2 separate regions of the Mus musculus genome follow, and region 2 is linked to region 1. The links are chromatin contacts, called in public promoter capture Hi-C maps. All regions are on one chromosome and are shown on one strand. The core of a region is the stretch at or near the end of the contact, and the rest is flanking DNA. Distances in the headings are between cores, read along the strand shown.

Region 1 (4,306 bases), core at 1,106-3,605:
ACAAAACCCTCTGATTCAATAATGGCTATGAAGCCATTCTGAAAAGCTCTAAGTACGAGAGGTGTATGGGCTGACTGATACCTGAAATTGCAAATCTTCCTCAACATTTTGGAGTATAACTTGTTTATTCTATGTTGACTAATCCCTCCTCTTTTACATACAGCACACCGATGCAGTGTTTCAGTGCTTGGGGTGTCATGAGTTTAGAAAGCAGGGGTGCTCTCATATATGCATTCGTTTACACATTAGGGACATCACCTGGCCATTTTCTGCCCAGCAAAGATTCTGATGGTTCAGGTCTGCTGTTTCTTATTAACTGCCCAAAGTGGAGAAAAAGAAAAATAGTCTTAGGAGGAAAATCTTCTCTACTCCACTCCCCATTTGTCAGAATAAAAATTTGCAGACCCAGTAACATTTTTTGTGCAATGAGTGTTTTCTAAAGTGGAATAGTTTTCTATATTGAGAATCATACCCAACGATTAACACATGCCAAGTAAGCATGTTACCACCCCTCCATCTCTTTGTAAAAATAACATTTTAGGTAGTTTTATTTAAATATTTAATTGATGCAAGGCTGTTCTCAATGTTAATTCCTCCAAAGAGTTCTATGAGGAACACATTTTATCATTGTTAGCTTTTACTTCAGTTATGAAAGTCACAGAGATTATTCAACTGGTTGTTTGAAATTGCTAGTTAGTAGTTAGAAAATGGCTATGCTGGATTTTAAAGATTTATTTATTTTATTTTATTTAAAGATTTATTTATCGTTATAAATAAGTACACTGTTGCTGTCTTCAGACACACCAGAAGAGGGCGTCAGAGCTCATTACGGATGGCTGTGAGCCCCATATCACCAGCTCCTATGCTGGGATTTTAATTCAGCTGATGAACCCTAGAATACTTATCTCCACCCCAAGAAAGCCAATTTTAGAACACTTGCTATTTCTTGGCAAACCTCAAAAGGAATTACCACAGCTACCTGGTAGCAGACCTCTGTTGTCTTCTGCAGTAAGAAGTAAATATGGTTAATTTAATTAATTTAATTTTTTCAAAATTAACCATAGACTTAGAAGTTTATCAGGAATATTTTGAAACTATTTTTTTCTGGATGTGGTCTTTGTAATTCATAGTTTTCTGGGGCCCCTGGTATAAAGTTTTTGTGGTGAACATATGTAACAAAAGACAGGAATTAAAGGTCTTCATTTTGGTCAGCAGGCTTTATTTTAAAAATTGTTACTAGCCATAATATTAATTCTATATTTTACTTTGTCTGTGTGAGTAGTTTGCCTGCATTCATGGGTGCCATTGAGATCAGAAAAGAGCATCAGTCTCCTGAAACTAGAGTTATGCATGTTTGTGAGCTACCATTTAGGCTCTGGGAACCAAATCTTGCCTTCTGGGGGAGTATCAAATGCTCTTAACTTCTGAGCCATCTCCTCTACATCATTGTTAAATTAAAATTTGGAATGCCAAAATCAACATTAAACCCGCATCGAGACTTACTGCTACTTACTCTTCTGCCTTTTTTTAAAAAGGGGGGCGGGGGTCGGATTAGCCTTGTTTTGACATCACTAATCATATCACAAGCTTCACCAGGACCTTGTAGACTTTGTAATGACCTTAATCAAGTATTAGCCCTGTACTGTAATTACCAGCTCTACAAAACACTTCTTCTCTTAAGGTGAGCAAGCCATGCTGTGATTAATAAGGGCTGGAAGGGAAACAAACTTGGAATCACAGCAGGTAGAGGATAACCGATAACCTAACTATTCTTTTGTAGACTTTCTCAGTTTTTATTAAAAAAGAGGATAGACGGAATCATTAGGTCTCTGACTCGAGATAGGGAATATGAAGTTTGCAGTTAGGGTGCTCAATTTGAGATGCCTTTTCAATGTTTATGTCTACCCAAACAAAACTGCCGGGAATAGATTAAACTTTACTGACATGGGACAGTCTTGGCATATTTTACCTCTGTTTTGGACATCTAACCTGAGTCCTCACAAAGAAACCATCAACTAATTTAATACAAGACAGAAATAAAAGCAAACGAGAAATGGGGATGTCTGCTTTGTGGAATGGCCCCAATAAGCCTTTCTTTCATGAGAAAGAATGGGGTCGGGGTGGGGAGGAGGGAATGAAGTTTTTCTGCAGGATTTAAATGTGGTCTTTAAGAGACACCGCATGCAAAGAATAGCTGGGGCTTGCTAGCCAATGAAAACATTCAGATTCCAATGACGCATCCTTTTTTCTCCACCCCCTTCCAAGACCCGGATTCGGAAACCCCGCCTAACGCTCTAGTTTTCAACCAGGTCCGCAGAAGGCCTATTTAAAGGGACGATTGCTGTCTCCCTGCTGTCATAACCATGTCTGGACGTGGTAAGGGTGGTAAAGGCCTTGGGAAAGGCGGCGCTAAGCGCCACCGTAAGGTTCTCCGTGATAACATCCAGGGCATTACCAAGCCCGCCATCCGCCGCCTGGCCCGGCGCGGGGGAGTGAAGCGCATCTCCGGCCTCATCTACGAGGAGACCCGCGGTGTGCTGAAGGTGTTCCTGGAGAACGTGATCCGCGACGCCGTCACCTACACGGAGCACGCCAAGCGCAAGACCGTCACCGCCATGGACGTGGTCTACGCGCTCAAGCGCCAGGGCCGCACTCTCTACGGATTCGGCGGTTAATCGACTAACAAACGATTTCCACTGTCAACAAAAGGCCCTTTTCAGGGCCACCCACAAATTCCTAGGAGTTGTTCACTTACCGAAGCTTTAATCGAGCCTGCTAGGTAGTTTAAGTGTTATTCTGTCCTATACTTATGTGGTGGGTAGTAATTATGCCATGCAGCCGAATATACCCTGTAGGTTTAACTGGGTAATATAACAAGCCCATAATTTTGAACTGTCAGAAGTTAATACTGAACGAACTGTTTTAGAATTATTTGAAGGTTTTCCACTGATCGTGTCACTTCTCAATCCACTTTTGATACCGGTCATTTAAGAGCTTATTCCCTTCTGGAGCCATCTAGAAGCTCAGGAGAGAGCAGGAACCATTGTATCTAAGCAAGGCAAAGGCTGATTACTACAGAAACTGAAGACGCTTAGCTGTTATTAATTGTATACCATTAATAAGGCCTAAGTACACATAATCTATATTAGGGACCACCTAATGGTATGTTTATATACAGTTTAGTTGTGCAGTGGCTTGATAATTTAAATTCTTGTGGGTGTGCCATGTTTGCCATCTGCCACAAGAGGGCGGCGTTATTTCCAGGAAGTTGGAGTCAGAAGCTGTTGTGAGCCAGCTGTTGTGTATTCTGATATACAAACTTCTTTTAAAGCATTAAGTGTTCTTGACTGAACAATCTCTCAAGCCACCTTACTATGATCTTTTGTCATTCCTCATACCAATGCCTAAAATAGTTTAATGTGAATTTAATATTTGTGGCACTCCATAAAACTTGATCACTTTAAAAGATGAGTTATTTTTGTTTTTTGTTTGTTTTGTTTATGTTCTTCAGCCCAGACTTCCCCAGTGCTTTTTTTTGTTATGTTGGGGCATTGAACTCAAACCCTAACATTTTCATAAAGAAGTCCTTAATTTTTAATATGGTTTTTGTCATTCTCCTGAAGCCTACATGCTATTCTCATAAAATACATAAAACATTTCAAAAATAACTGTTAGATCAATAGTATTGAACTATTTTCTAAAAGTAGAACAAAATTAGATCTTTGTTGACACATCGCACAACTGCAAAAACTTTAGGGTTTTGTTGTTGTTGTTGTTGTTGTTGTTGTTCTGTTTTTTTGCTAACTGCTTGCTTTATTTTTTTATCCATCACTGAGGAAATCCTAAAAATACAACTCAAGAAAAATAAATATAACCTCTAGCTTAAGCACTGAATATCTGGGTTCATAGTGGTCCTTTGAAAGCCTGGATGCCAGTTACTGCTGTTTGAAAGAGTAAGTTCAGTATTTTTTCAGAGTGGAAGCTCCTACTGGCGTTATCTCTATCTCCTTTGATATGAGGGTGTTTCTAGAATGAAATACATCCATTGTGTATTTCAATGGTGACTTTTATTCTAGAATAAAAGACATTGTGTGTTTCAATGGTGACCTTTATTCTGGCGTAAAGCCACAAATACACAACCAAATTTGGAAATATTCTACACATAGGGACCCTAGGATTCTACTCTAGGGTTTCAACGACAGGTCGACCTGAAGTAACTGCCCACCTTAACTTTGGTTCAAAGTGTTTGGCCATTTTAAGAAGTATGTAAGTGGCTCTTAAAAGAGCCTTTGGGTTTTTGAAAACT
Region 2 (4,306 bases), core at 591-3,090, 1.1 Mb before region 1:
GGACAACTTTTAAGAGCCAGTGCTCTCTTACCATCGGGTCCTGGGGATGGAATTCACATGGTAAGTCTCTGCAGTAAGCACTCTATCTGCTTAGCCATTTCCTTAGCCTCTCCCTCTCTCCCCCTCCCCTCCCCCCGTTCCCTCATTTTGGAATAGGGTCTCCCTACATAGCTCAGGATGACTTCAAACTCAAGATCCTCCTGCCTCAACTTCCCTAGTGTTTGGATTACAGGTGTGAGCTATCATACCCAGCTTCAAATTGCATTTCTTAGGAAAAGAAAATTCTTTTAAAACTTTGAGTAACAGCCTCAGTGTGGTGTTGGTGCACACCTATAATCCCAGCACTCGGGATGCAGAAGCAAGCAGATCTCTATGAGTTCGAGGCCAGCCTGTTCTACAGAGTGAGTTCTTGGACAGTCCAGGCTACACAGAGAAACCCTGTTTGAGAAGCAAGCAAGCAAACAAAATAATCCACAAAAATTTGAGTAGGAAGAATCTTAACTTTCCCACCAAGAACTTTCTTCCTCATCCAGACCTGAAGTCCAGGTCTCACTAGAGAGCATGAGAGAGCAAAGGAGAAGTCGCCAGTATTCTGAGGGCAGAACACATATGCAGTTCCTCTGGAACTTGCCAGGGGACTTGAGGCTGAGAGGTGATAGTGTGGTAACTGGCTGGACCATAGAATACAGGTTCTCTGTGGAAATGGATAGAATATTTTCCCATTGAGCAGGATTTAGTGCTGGCTAACATGCAACATTTTGTATGTGTACAAATGCTTGGCCTGCATGTATGGGACCTGCTGCCCCCCTTCCCCCCACTGCCATACCTTCCCGACTCTGAGGACTGTACGCTTAAATTGTGAGCCCCGACAAACCCTTCCTTAAGTTGCACTGGTCAGGTATTTGTTACAGCAACAAGTAAGGTGACAAATACATTGACTTTTCTCAGCCTCTAGGCCATCGCGGTTCCCTTGGCCCTAGTTCTGTTTCCTTCTAAATTGTTATTGACTGATAAAGCAGGTTCTGGTGTTAGCAACCCTACTGCATTCTGTCTATGTAACCTGGCTGGCTTTAAACTTATATTTATATAGCCAGCCAGGAAGTCCTTTATAGAGGTTTCCTGTATTGCAGCCCTCCCTCCTTTGTTTAGATTTACTGAGGTATAGTTTAGGTTTTTCAAAGTTGCCTGTGTGATGCATATTCATCTTGGTGTCCATGAAGGGCATCAGATCTCCTGGAACAAGGGCTATGGATGGTTGTAAGCCACCATGTGGGTGCTTGGAACCAAACCCAGGTTTGTCCCGTGCAAGAACAAATGCTCTCAACCAAGGAGCCATCTTGCCAGTTAATTGAGGTCTAGTTCAAATACAGTAAAAGTCATCTGTCTTAAGTATAGAGTTAAAATTCCTCAGCTTCAACTTTTTTTGTTAGCTTGAAGCGGGCCCTTGCTATTTCTAGTGACTGTCACAGTGTGACTTTTGAGTCATCACGTTTCGTCTGTTTATTTGCTTCCTTTAGTGTGTGCGCATCTAGGTATGCATGCTTGCATGTATGTATATTAAAAACTAAACACACAAAATACCTTGGAAAAAATATATGTATATTCTCGTGTTTGCCGCTAGTGAGAGTCTCTTTTGTCCTCGCCGGCAGACACTTGGAGCCGGAAGCGGAGGGTCAGACGGCAAGGTCAGAGGGCACACACTCCTAAGGCAAGAGGAACCTCGGTGACCTCTTCCAGAGACTGCACGCACCTTGGCTGGGTGCGCAGGCGCACGGAAGCCACGGGCGCGGTGGGCGGCGGCGAGAGGCGATTGGCTGAATGCCGAGGCTCCGCCTTTCGGCGCGTCAGCTACCGGGTCGGCGGGTTAGTCTGCAGGTTCGGGTCGTTCTGGCGTCGTTGAATCCGGTGTGGTGCCAGGGCCTTGTGCGGCTCTCACGCTCGCCGGGAACTGAGCATTGCTGTCTGTGAGTCCGAGGGCGCGGGAGACCGAGGGCGGGGCGAGTGCAACTCCGGCCGCGGGATCGCCGGGCTGGCCCGAATGCCCGGCCTGCTTCTCAGCCACGGGGAGCCGGCCTGGGAGGCGACGATTTGAAGGGACCCGAGTCTGGGGACTTGAAAGGGACCCGAGTCTCGGCCCGACTGCAAGGCAAAGCTGGGCGAGCTGAGACGAGGGGCTGCGCCATTGGTGAGGTCGGTTTTGGCGCGCTCTGGTGTTCGCTCTTCCTATTGGCTGGCGCGCGCCGCGTTGGGCGGGGCCGGCGCGCCCGGGGAAGTTTGCTGCCTCGGAGTCCGGGCTGATTGCACGGCTAGGGGTTGAACTGGGTGTAGATCCCTCCCGCCTGCTCACCAACTGCAGCAAACGCTACTCCTGGGACAAGGGCATTGAGTCCTGCGTCTGCTCTCCCAGTGGTGCCGCTGTAGGTGATAGTAGGTTCTCCGACACTGTCTCTGTGCTCACGACTCACTAATGATAGCGGGATCTTGGCCCACTGCCTTCGTTATCCAAGTCTGGGCCTGGTGTCAGTGCTCAGTCTCCTGCACCCAGGAGGTTGAGGCAGGAGGTACAGGAGTTCAAGGTCAGCTTTGCCCACTTAGCCATTTAAAAAGAAAAGAGAAATACATCAAAGCCCCTGCGAATAGGTTTCCGATCGGGTTTTTTGTTTGTTTGTTTGTTTGTTTGTTTGTTTTTCCGAGACAGAGGGTTTCTCTGTGTAGCCCTGGCCTGGAACTCACTCTGTAAACCAGGCTGGCCTTGAACTCATGAATCCGCCTGCCTCTGCCTCCCAAGTGCTAGGATTAAAGGCGTGTGCCACCGCTGCCCAATTTTTGTTTTGTTTTGTTTTGTTTTGTTTTTGGCGATCGGGTTTTATTAACTTGAAATAGAATAGGAAATAACAGAACACCACTCTGGCTGGGCTATAAGTTGTTTATATTTGCATACATGGGTGAGTGCCAGGGCACAATGTAAATTTTTAATTACATGTAAGTAAGAGGTGGGGGGTACAGTTTACCGTTCCCCCTAGCCTCCTTTTAAATTCAGCTTGGTCTTGTGTTTGCTACGTAGCTGACTATAACCTTGAATTCTGGTTCTCTGCCCAGCTGCTGGTATTATGGACTTGTGTCTGGTTATGCAGTACCAGGAACTGAGCTGAGCCTTTGTGCATGCTTGTTATGCACAGTACTCACTGAGCTCGACATCTTGGTTGGAGCCAAAAGATCTTGGGTTTTGTTTTTGTTTTTGAGACAGGCTCTTGGCTGCGTAGCCTAGGCTCCCATAGGCTCCTATCTCCACCGTGTTCCAGGATTGCAGTCATGTGCATGATGCTGTTCTTTAGGGTGAATGGGCCCAAGTGTCTGTTTGGCTTTTCCCAGTGCCCTTTTCTCAGGTCTTTTTGAGATCTCTGTAGTTTGTACAGGACACTGTGCCATTGTTACAGATAGTGGTTCTACCATAAAGTAGTAAGATTTTTGTGGTATAAATAATTTTCTAAAAAAAAAATCTAGATTCCACATTCAGATATAAATACTGAAATCACCTTTTCTTCTTGTGCTTTGCCAGCTGAAAAATGAATCTCAGTATGAAGCAGAAGCAGGAGGGAGCCCAAGAGAATGTGAAGGTATGTAATGGAGCCACTTCAGTGTGCTTGAATTTGTTTTAATTAAGAGGTGAAGTTTTGTTGTGTTGCCCAGGCTGGCCCCAAACCCCGGGGGCTGAGATTTCCTCCAGTGCCAGAGTGAACGGAGTATACGCTTGTATATAGTTTTAGGAAGAGGGTTAAGATTTAAATATGAGTGAAACTTGGAGTCTAGAAGTCTGCTCTTCTGTGCACTGTGTGTTTAGAGAAAAGGATATAGTAGTATACATTCCGTGGGCTATCGTTCAGAAAGCTTACATCTATGAAGTGGAAGTCGTGGAAGTGTTGTGTGTGAACGTGAGCATGACAGCAGGTGGGTTGGCTTCTTTGACCATGATCAACATCAAGCACTTAGTTGTATTTTCTTCTGTTTGGAGACTTGATTAATCTGGCACCTACATTGTATCTGAGATGTCGTGATAATATTTGTTCTCGTGGTGGCTGGCATTGGTCCCTCCGTTGCACAGCGAGATAAGCAACACTAGAGGCTACCGTGGGAAAGGTGGACGCAGCCGTGTGAAGCACAGTAACTTTCTCACGCAGGTGTGGTGTCATGTTCTTGCTAACCTTGCTTGAGTGTTTACCATTGTTTGCTGTCCCATGGTGGCAGTATAACTAATGATTTTCTTTCCCAAATAAAACTTTCAAATCGGGAACACTACAGGGGCTAT

What was found. Promoter capture Hi-C pulls out the DNA fragments that hold promoters and counts their contacts.
Region 2: a promoter capture Hi-C map of pre-B cells shows a contact between it and region 1, with 4 times the contacts expected there. The contact joins the promoter of Gmnn here to the promoter of H4c3 in region 1. A contact is called at or near these places in 3 of 39 promoter capture datasets (cranial neural crest, hippocampal neurons and pre-B cells).

What each region holds. Positions count from the first base shown.
Region 1 is chr13:23,696,507-23,700,812 of GRCm38.p6, reverse strand. H4c3 (H4 clustered histone 3) reads left to right here and starts at 2,355. Exons shown (of 1, transcript NM_178208.2): 1 at 2,355-2,729. The coding sequence starts at 2,364. The coding sequence ends at 2,675. It overlaps H1f6 (H1.6 linker histone, cluster member), which reads right to left. Exons shown (of 1, transcript NM_010377.3): 1 at 4,268-4,306.
Region 2 is chr13:24,759,471-24,763,776 of GRCm38.p6, reverse strand. It overlaps Gmnn (geminin), which reads left to right and starts at 1,840. Exons shown (of 7, transcript NM_020567.2): 1 at 1,840-1,964; 2 at 3,560-3,617. The coding sequence starts at 3,567.